Regions from separate parts of the Mus musculus genome. Here region 2 is linked to region 1. The links are chromatin contacts, called in public Hi-C maps. All regions are on one chromosome and are shown on one strand. The core of a region is the stretch at or near the end of the contact, and the rest is flanking DNA. Distances in the headings are between cores, read along the strand shown. Region 1 has its middle 73 kb from the start of Gm31333. Region 2 has its middle 4.0 kb from the start of Gm31333.

The links. A called contact is a pair of places that touch in the nucleus more often than the background predicts.
Region 2: a Hi-C map of Sertoli cells shows a contact between it and region 1, with 2.4 times the contacts expected there. The contact joins two enhancer-like sites. A contact is called at or near these places in 33 of 484 Hi-C or Micro-C datasets (the AML12 cell line, DN3 thymocytes, the N1E-115 cell line and 13 more) and 2 of 115 datasets of contacts at active chromatin or transcription factors (a beta-TC-6 cell line and kidney).

What each region holds. Positions count from the first base shown.
Region 1 is chr12:29,066,855-29,070,669 of GRCm38.p6, forward strand. No RefSeq gene overlaps it. Among named protein-coding and RNA genes, the nearest start is that of Gm31333, 73 kb to the right of the region's middle. Within about 2 kb of position 1,492, at least 25 of the 459 cell types and tissues checked have an H3K27ac peak or open chromatin away from gene starts, as enhancers often do. A contact at or near this core is called in Sertoli cells, where this site is marked.
Region 2 is chr12:29,136,084-29,139,844 of GRCm38.p6, forward strand. No RefSeq gene overlaps it. Among named protein-coding and RNA genes, the nearest start is that of Gm31333, 4.0 kb to the right of the region's middle. Within about 2 kb of position 1,703, at least 70 of the 459 cell types and tissues checked have an H3K27ac peak or open chromatin away from gene starts, as enhancers often do. A contact at or near this core is called in Sertoli cells, where this site is marked.

The sequences.
Region 1 (3,815 bases), core at 242-2,741:
TAGAGATTGCAGCAGAGAGTGCAGGGAAGCCTCCTTCAGGAGATTAGACTTGACTCTTTAGAGGAAGATCCGCTCCGTTGCTCCAGCATAGATTCCAATGAGAAGAGGCAGTCTATGGATTTAAAGCATTTATTGTCATGGTGGAGAGTTGTGATGAGTGAAACTGTACCCCACTTTCTCAGGATGGGCCTGAGGTTAAATACCTTTTGCATGGAGGAGTATCTGGGAAGGAGAGCTTAATTGGCTAAGCCCTTCAGGCCTTTAGGTATCTCATTAAAGTGGAGATCTGTCTTGAGTCTATGTGATCTGTAGTCACATCCTCTACCTGTGGAGGGGTTTGGGGCATTGCCCTAAGTGACTGATGGCCACAGAATTATGGAGAGCTGAGGGCTCATGTCAGGAGCCTGGTGTCTAAGAGTGTGGCAAACGCCTATGGTCCCTTGCCGAGTTATCTGCTGGGTCTCCAGGGTTTAAACCTAGCTCAACCAGAAAACAGGCTGCCTTTCACAGTCCCACAATAGCATCTTAGTAGGAGTGAGTTTCAAGAGTAGCTTAGACTCTAGGAGGAGAGATACCTGTCCACTGTCACACCCTTAGTGCAGAGTCGGGCTTGTATGATATCCCACGGGGTGTGTGTTTGCTGGCTACGGCTGGGTCACAGAAAGCTTGTCATTACTCTGTGGGCTTATCTGTTGGGAACCCTCACCCATCCTGCAGCTAAAACGAGTACTGATTGTTCCTTCATTCCTGAGTTGCTATCTATGTTTTACCTGAAATTGTCTCACAGCTGCTCAGGCCCTACTTCTCAGCCTCGTTCTCATTTCCCCACAGCCTCGTTCTCTCACGCTACTGCTTAGTCCCTGCTCCCTCTCGCCACTGGTGGCCATGGGAATTCAGTGCCTCTCCAGAGGTCCCCTTGTGCCCACCTGCCCTCAGGCCACCGGACTTGTCCAAGCTGTGCGTTCTTCTAAAGCCCTCCATGACTACTGTCCTCTCTTGCCTTCCCTTGCTGGCTGCGATGGTCTCCAAGGCATGGGGCTCTGCTTATCACTCTTTTGACTGTGTATGTTTTGGCCCATGAGTCTCATTTAGACTTCTTTCTTAATCATCTGCAGCAACAGCTTTCTAGACAAAACAATAGCACGCACTATCCTGATATATTAAACTGCATGTTTGAAATTACCGAAGGGAAAGAGTAAAGACAAATGACTTGATTATCTAAATACACGTTAAAAGCACGGCTCCCTGATTGCCTTCCTGTCCAAGTATAACAGGAATGTGGTGGTGGTAAGATTACCGCAGGTGAAGAAAAATGGGAAGAAAAGGTGAAGCTGAACCTGGATTTTAGCTTGTGTACATTTGCTGTGCGTTTTCTCCTCTGAGGATGAACTCTAAGGGGAGGTGTGCAGTCCTGACGCTAGGTATGGACAGCTATGTGGAGCGCAGAAGCAGATGTAAGATCATACCTGTGAAGACAGGAAGGAGGCAGCAGAGAGCTGAGAACCAAGGTGGGAAGCCAACCGTGGCTCTGCTTCTTTCTTTAGAGGGCTGTGGGCTAGGGGGATGGGTGCCCTGTCTGAGCTACTGCCTGCACCTTGGAGGTAGGGCTGGGTGAATGGTCACAGCCATAGCAGCAGCAAGAAACTGCATGTCTTGTATCAGGAACGTGAGCACAAACTCCTCCTGATGAATGGTGGGGCCATCCCACTAGGCTCTCATGGCTGGGCGACCCTTCAGCTTTGTCAGCATTACCTCACACCACACATTGTTCTGGCTCATAGTGACCTGCACGTAATTCCATAATTTGTATTTACATTTTTTTTTTGCAGCCTTAAAATTTTTCTTAAGTGTGTTTTGCCTGCATGTATGTCTGTGTACCACATGGATGCAAAGCCCTTGGAGGCCAGAAGGTGTTTGATCCCTAGGACTGGAGATAGAGATGATTGTGAGCTGCCATGTAGGTGCTGAGACTTGAACCCTGGTTCTCTGGAAGAATATCCAGAGTTATTAACTGCTGAGCCATCTCTTTAGTCCATTTTCTAGAACCTTAAATTAGTGTTGTTTGCCTCTAAATTGCTAATTTTTAAGTTCTGCTGAGAGCAAAGTGCTACTCTTTGACCTTGAACATGTACCACCCCCACTCCCACCTCCACACATTGAGGCTTAGTCATTCCTGCTCTACCTGCTTCCTGTTAGACCCAAGTCAAGGGTAGACGTCAGTGTCTGCTGGAAATACGTTCAGGAGTCACTGAAATAAATCCACTGTGATGAGTGGATTTTGCTCTGGTCTGCAAGCCACTGACTGTTTTCCTAGAGGTCAGCAAATACACAACTCACATGTACTGCATCCCTGACTCTAAAGACAAACTCAACCTGAGTGTCCCTCAGTGAGCTTGAGTCTTCGGGTAGCTGTGAAGTGGGGAATGTGTCCCTCCTCCTGGGAGACCAGATAACCCTTTAGGAAAGTGGTAAGCCTTCTCCCAGAGGCACAGGAACACATAAGCATCCAGGCAACCCAGAGAAATAGACAAGGCCCATGCCTTCAGAATGCCCAAAGTTCATGAGCAAGTGGAGCAGTTTGTCAAGCAGGGCTGGGATCACCACTTGACCAGCAAGGCTTACTCCTCAGAGGGAGTTTAAAGATTGTGTGGCATGGAGATGGGTTCCTGGGCATAGCAGATTTCCCTTTGAGACTCTGCATGAAAGATATGTAGTCTGGGATACCATTCAGGTAAGGAGGCTCATCTTTGCTGTGGACTGCTGATGGGCTGAGGTTTCTCTAGTAAGGGATTGTAGCATCTGCTGTTGGGTGTTGGTGGATGGAGCCTTGTGGTCTGCTTAGTGGAAGCTGTGTTTCTGTAATGGCAGAGCACAGTCTTGGTCATTCTCTCAATGTTTATTGTGTTATCTATCAAAGACTAAACTTGGACCAGAGGCCGGAAAGCAACCGTGGAGGTCTTCCTCCATAACAGGTTGAGAGTCCATCACTTTCACTTTTTGGGACTTCATCTAACCTGTCGAATATTCATGGAATCATTCCCCCATCTCTAAAGTCGGGATTATATTTGCTCCATCAGATGGTCTCAGGATTAAGTATAAACTACCTGCCTGGCACATAATAAGAGCTTGATGAATGGCAGTCATTAGCATTATGTCACAAGAAGACACACTACTTGTGCCTCCACTATTTCTTTAGTGCTGAGCAGAGGCAGGGCTGGGCCAGCCTGAGAACACAGATTGCTTGAGCCAGCATTCACAGTGCCATTGCTTACTGAGTACAAACCTTTATAGACGCAGACTTCTGAATCAAGGATTTTCCCTTCTTGGAAATTCAAGTACACGTAAGGCAGTGGTATTGATGAACAGTGACCTGCAGAGCTGGGCACTCCTCCTCACCCCTCACCTTCCATCTCCTGGTCTCTGCATTTACATGGTCTTTCAGGCAGGAGTGCTGTACTGCAGTGGCAAAGAGCACTGTGTAGGAGCCTTGTGTGTGTGCGCGGCTCCTGTTGGCTGTGTTTTCTTTTGAGCCCCACCCTGCATGCTTGCAGTGATCCTGTCTAGGAAAGATCTCTTCAGTACCCTGTAATATCCTGTGCCTAAGGGCAGGTGTGTACAGAGGGTCCTTAACTGGGCTGAGGCATCCATAGACCTATGTTAGCAGCAGTCACCCTGTCTGTGTGTTCTGTTTGAACTGAGGGCTTCAAAGAGAGGCAGATGGGCATCACCTGTGCAGCCTCACTAAGGACAGGGACAGTTTCTGTTCATGGGATTTGAATGCCTTTTGGTGCAGACAGCAGACATGTGCAAGGGAC
Region 2 (3,761 bases), core at 453-2,952, 69 kb after region 1:
CTGCACATACCACAGACAGTACAGGAAGGCCTGAGTGGACCTGTCTATGGGAGTACCCCGGAACCTGTCCCTCATCACACTCCACCCCAGCCTCCAGCAAGTCCCACAGTTCACAGCTGCTCTGCACCAAGCAGCAAACTCAGGGGAGACGGAAATCAGGAGAACCTGTTCACAGTGGGCACAGCCATCTTCTCACTTATTCTTTGGGTCTTGTTCTGTATGTGGGGGTTCTAGCTGGCCACTGTCAGGTGGCTCCATGTAGGTCTGTTGCCTGTCTTACAGGGGTTGACTCATTGTGGGACTTCAAGAAAATGCTTATACGATCAACAGGGAATGATGGGACTCAGTCTGCGGTGTGAGAAGCAGGTACTTTTTACTAGACTCTGACTTAAGTAACCCCTGTCACAGAGCCCTCATTCCTCTTCCCAGAAGACACCCCTGCAGCCTGGGCCCAGAAATGTGTGTGTATTAATGTCTAAATCTTGTGGTTTTCAAGGTTTATCTCTAGAGATCTCAAAGGTCACACCAGTGTCATAACTGCTCTGTGCAAGAGCTGACATCAGGCCATAACCAAGTCTTTTCTTGAGCAACTCCAAGTTCTTAGGTCAGTGCCTCTCAGGACAGGCATAAACCAGAATGAATTGGAGCATCCTGTATAGGTAGTGAGGTTAGCAGACCACAGCTTTCTTGGGGGTGGGAGTGGAGGTGGGGGTAGGGGTGGGGGCAGGGGTGGGGGCAAGGTTAGGGTAGGGTAGGATGGGGCTGCTGCCCTATGTCTATTCTGACAAGGTCCTTGCCCATTCCCACTTGGCCCACACCCGCCCAGCACCATCTGCCTGCTCCCGGCTGGCACTCTGTCAGCTTCACGGCACTGCAATGAGCTTGGAAAGCTGGTGCATGGCTTAGCAGAGAGAGAATCTAAAATCCTTCCTCTGCCCACACGCCCCCCCATAGACCCCCCTACTCCCCCTCCTTGCTCCCCTCCACAACCAATTTATCTGCCAGTCCAGCCTACAAGCAGAGCTGGGGCCAAATTGGCTGCTTGCCCATGCTTATCAGACTCTGTGACCAGATGGCAGGAGAGCGGCCCATGGCAGGCAGGACAGGGCTGGGAAGTCCCTGTGTGCAGAGAGTGCTCACTGGGGAGGCATGAGGCCAGAAGGTTTTCTAAGTTGCAAAGGAGGTAAGGGGGAGAGGGACACTTTATCCCTGAGGGAGTCAATGGACTGTGGAGTATGTTTATGTAAACACATGGACACATGTATGCACATATGTGCCCTTATGTGGTTTTATACATTTGGGTGTATGCATGGTACGTGTACTTTTGCACACGTGAATCGCTTGTGCATCTATGCACACATGTGTATATTCCTGGTGCTGTAGAGAAAAAGCAGGAGGTGGGACTGGGAATGTCCTGTGCATCCGAAGTCCTAGAGGTGTGCCACTCATGGCCTGCCCTGGCACTGGTGTGCATAGTCGGCTGCAGGCTTGACTGCTTGGCTCGTTTCAGCCAGCTGGACTGGCTACACTGGAGACTGCACAGCCTAAGCAGAGGCCAGCTTCTCTGGCTGGGGAGGGACTCCCAGCTGCTGGCCAGAGGCAGCATGCATATTAATTCATTGATTCATTCCAGATTCTGCAGGTGTTCTCTCCAAGCCCACACCTCTGGAAAGTAGGACACTGTGAGAACTGAGAGGAGGCTGGCTTGCCACGGCGCAGAGAAAGGGAGTATTCAAGGTCGCTTGCGGGAGACGCATTGACTCACTCCTAGGTGATCTTTCAGGGGATTGGGTGAGGAAGGCCCAGCTTCCTGGCCTCCCTGGTACCACTCTTAGCAGGTTACCCTACCCCATTGATGACACCAACCCCCAGAGTCTGTTCATGTCCTTTCCGCCCTGTGCCAATCCCTGGGTGGTTTTGGCCTCTCCCTGGTAAGTGCTCCATCTTTGCCCAGAGCTCTGTTTTCTCTTCAGATCTCCCAGGCTGTACCCACTGCTCCCCAAGGCCTCTGTGCTGTACCCTGGTGGAGATTCACAGACCACCCAAAACCTGCAGCCTGGGCCATTCCCAACTTTCTCCCCTGCTTCTGTATTCGGTCTCTGGAAGCCTAACTCCTTTCCACCAGGCCTCGACCACTGCCCGTGGCACCTGCACCTCATCCTCTGGTCTTCCACAGCCAGGTCCCAGGCTTCAGGTTTTGCTCATCGCCGTGACACTTTAGGAACCACATTTTATCCATTCTCCAAACTGTCCCAGGTAAGGACTCTTCCTTCTGGTACAGCTAGAATCCGTCTACCTGGTGCTTAAAGCCTGTGCACAGAGCTCCATAAACTTCATGAATGCCCTGCTCTGAGGCCTCTCAGGCCACTCTCTGACTCCCTCCATGATGCTCACATGCTCCCTTCACTGTGCTCCACCAACTCCAGTGTGGTCCACATGAACCGACCAGGACCCACATTCAGTCCTGCCAGGCTCCCACTGAGCCTCTCACTCAGCCTCAGCACCTCATCCTGCTCCAGCCTTCTTTTCACATTACACAGGCTTCCTCCTTGACCTTTACAGGATCAAAATTGTCTTATGTTACCCCCTCTCTGTGTGCTAGGGGGTGACAAGGTATTTGTATTTCAACCACAAAAGTGTGCTGCATACTGCTGCCCCTCCACCGCATTCACACAGGATATACCTGTCCCTGCCCCCCAAACTCAGGCTCAAGGCTCTGTCTGGCGATAGAACTGCCTTCTTCCCCTTGGCCTGTCTCTGACCACTGAACTTCCTGATCTGTCTGAGGCATCATAAAGTACCTCTCTCTGGGAAAGAGAGACACTTGATGTCCATGCTTATGCATTTCTCTCCTGTCCCCTCAACTAGAGGGGATTTGTTCTCTGCTCTACAATAACCCATTACTGGTGTGAACACGCCTAACTTCAGGGCTGTTTTCACTGAACTTAAGTTGCCTTAAAATTTCTCTCACCCTGATGTACCTACAGATTCTATATGTTCTATTCAAAATGTAGATCCCAGCTGCTTCCATGTGGGCCAGGGCTTGGGACTCTTCATTCCTAGGAAGCAAAGCATTGTGGGAGGGCAGACATCTTGGATCTTCCCAGGAAGTAGCATACAGTCATTGCTGCTGTTGCAGGACACATAGGTGACTCACACAGGCATCTCATGCTCTGTAGGCTGGGAAATAAAAGGAAGGTGAGGCCCTTCTCAAAGTGGCCATCATGATGGCGAGACATAAAGCCTGAGTTGGTTTAGCCTGCATCCCAACAATACTATAAAAGAGAAGGCTTCTACTTGAAAGTGGGAGGGATGGACACTTTCAAGCCATAGCAGACCATCCACCTGCTCCCATGATGCACTGGGAGCTGGCAGTCAGGGTTCTGCATCCTGAAATTTGTTTGTGGAGTGTCCACGCATCATGGGCAGAAAGTTTGGGTCCCGGCGCTGTAGGTTCAATGTTGTATGTGAACAAAAGGAGCTTGAAAGAAGCTTTGGATGATATTGAAACCACACACATACACACACACACACACACACACACACACACACACACACACACACACACACACACACACACAGATGACAGAGGTACATAGTCCTGCTAGCCCTAGAGGTCATGCCTAGGTCCCTGAGCCAGCAAGATTTAACCGAGATCTCCAGCTGTGATGTACAGCAGATAGCAAAAAGCTGGCTTCAGCCTCACCTTCATGCAGAGAGGATCCCAGGGCCCAGGACCCACCTAGGCCACTGAGGCAGCA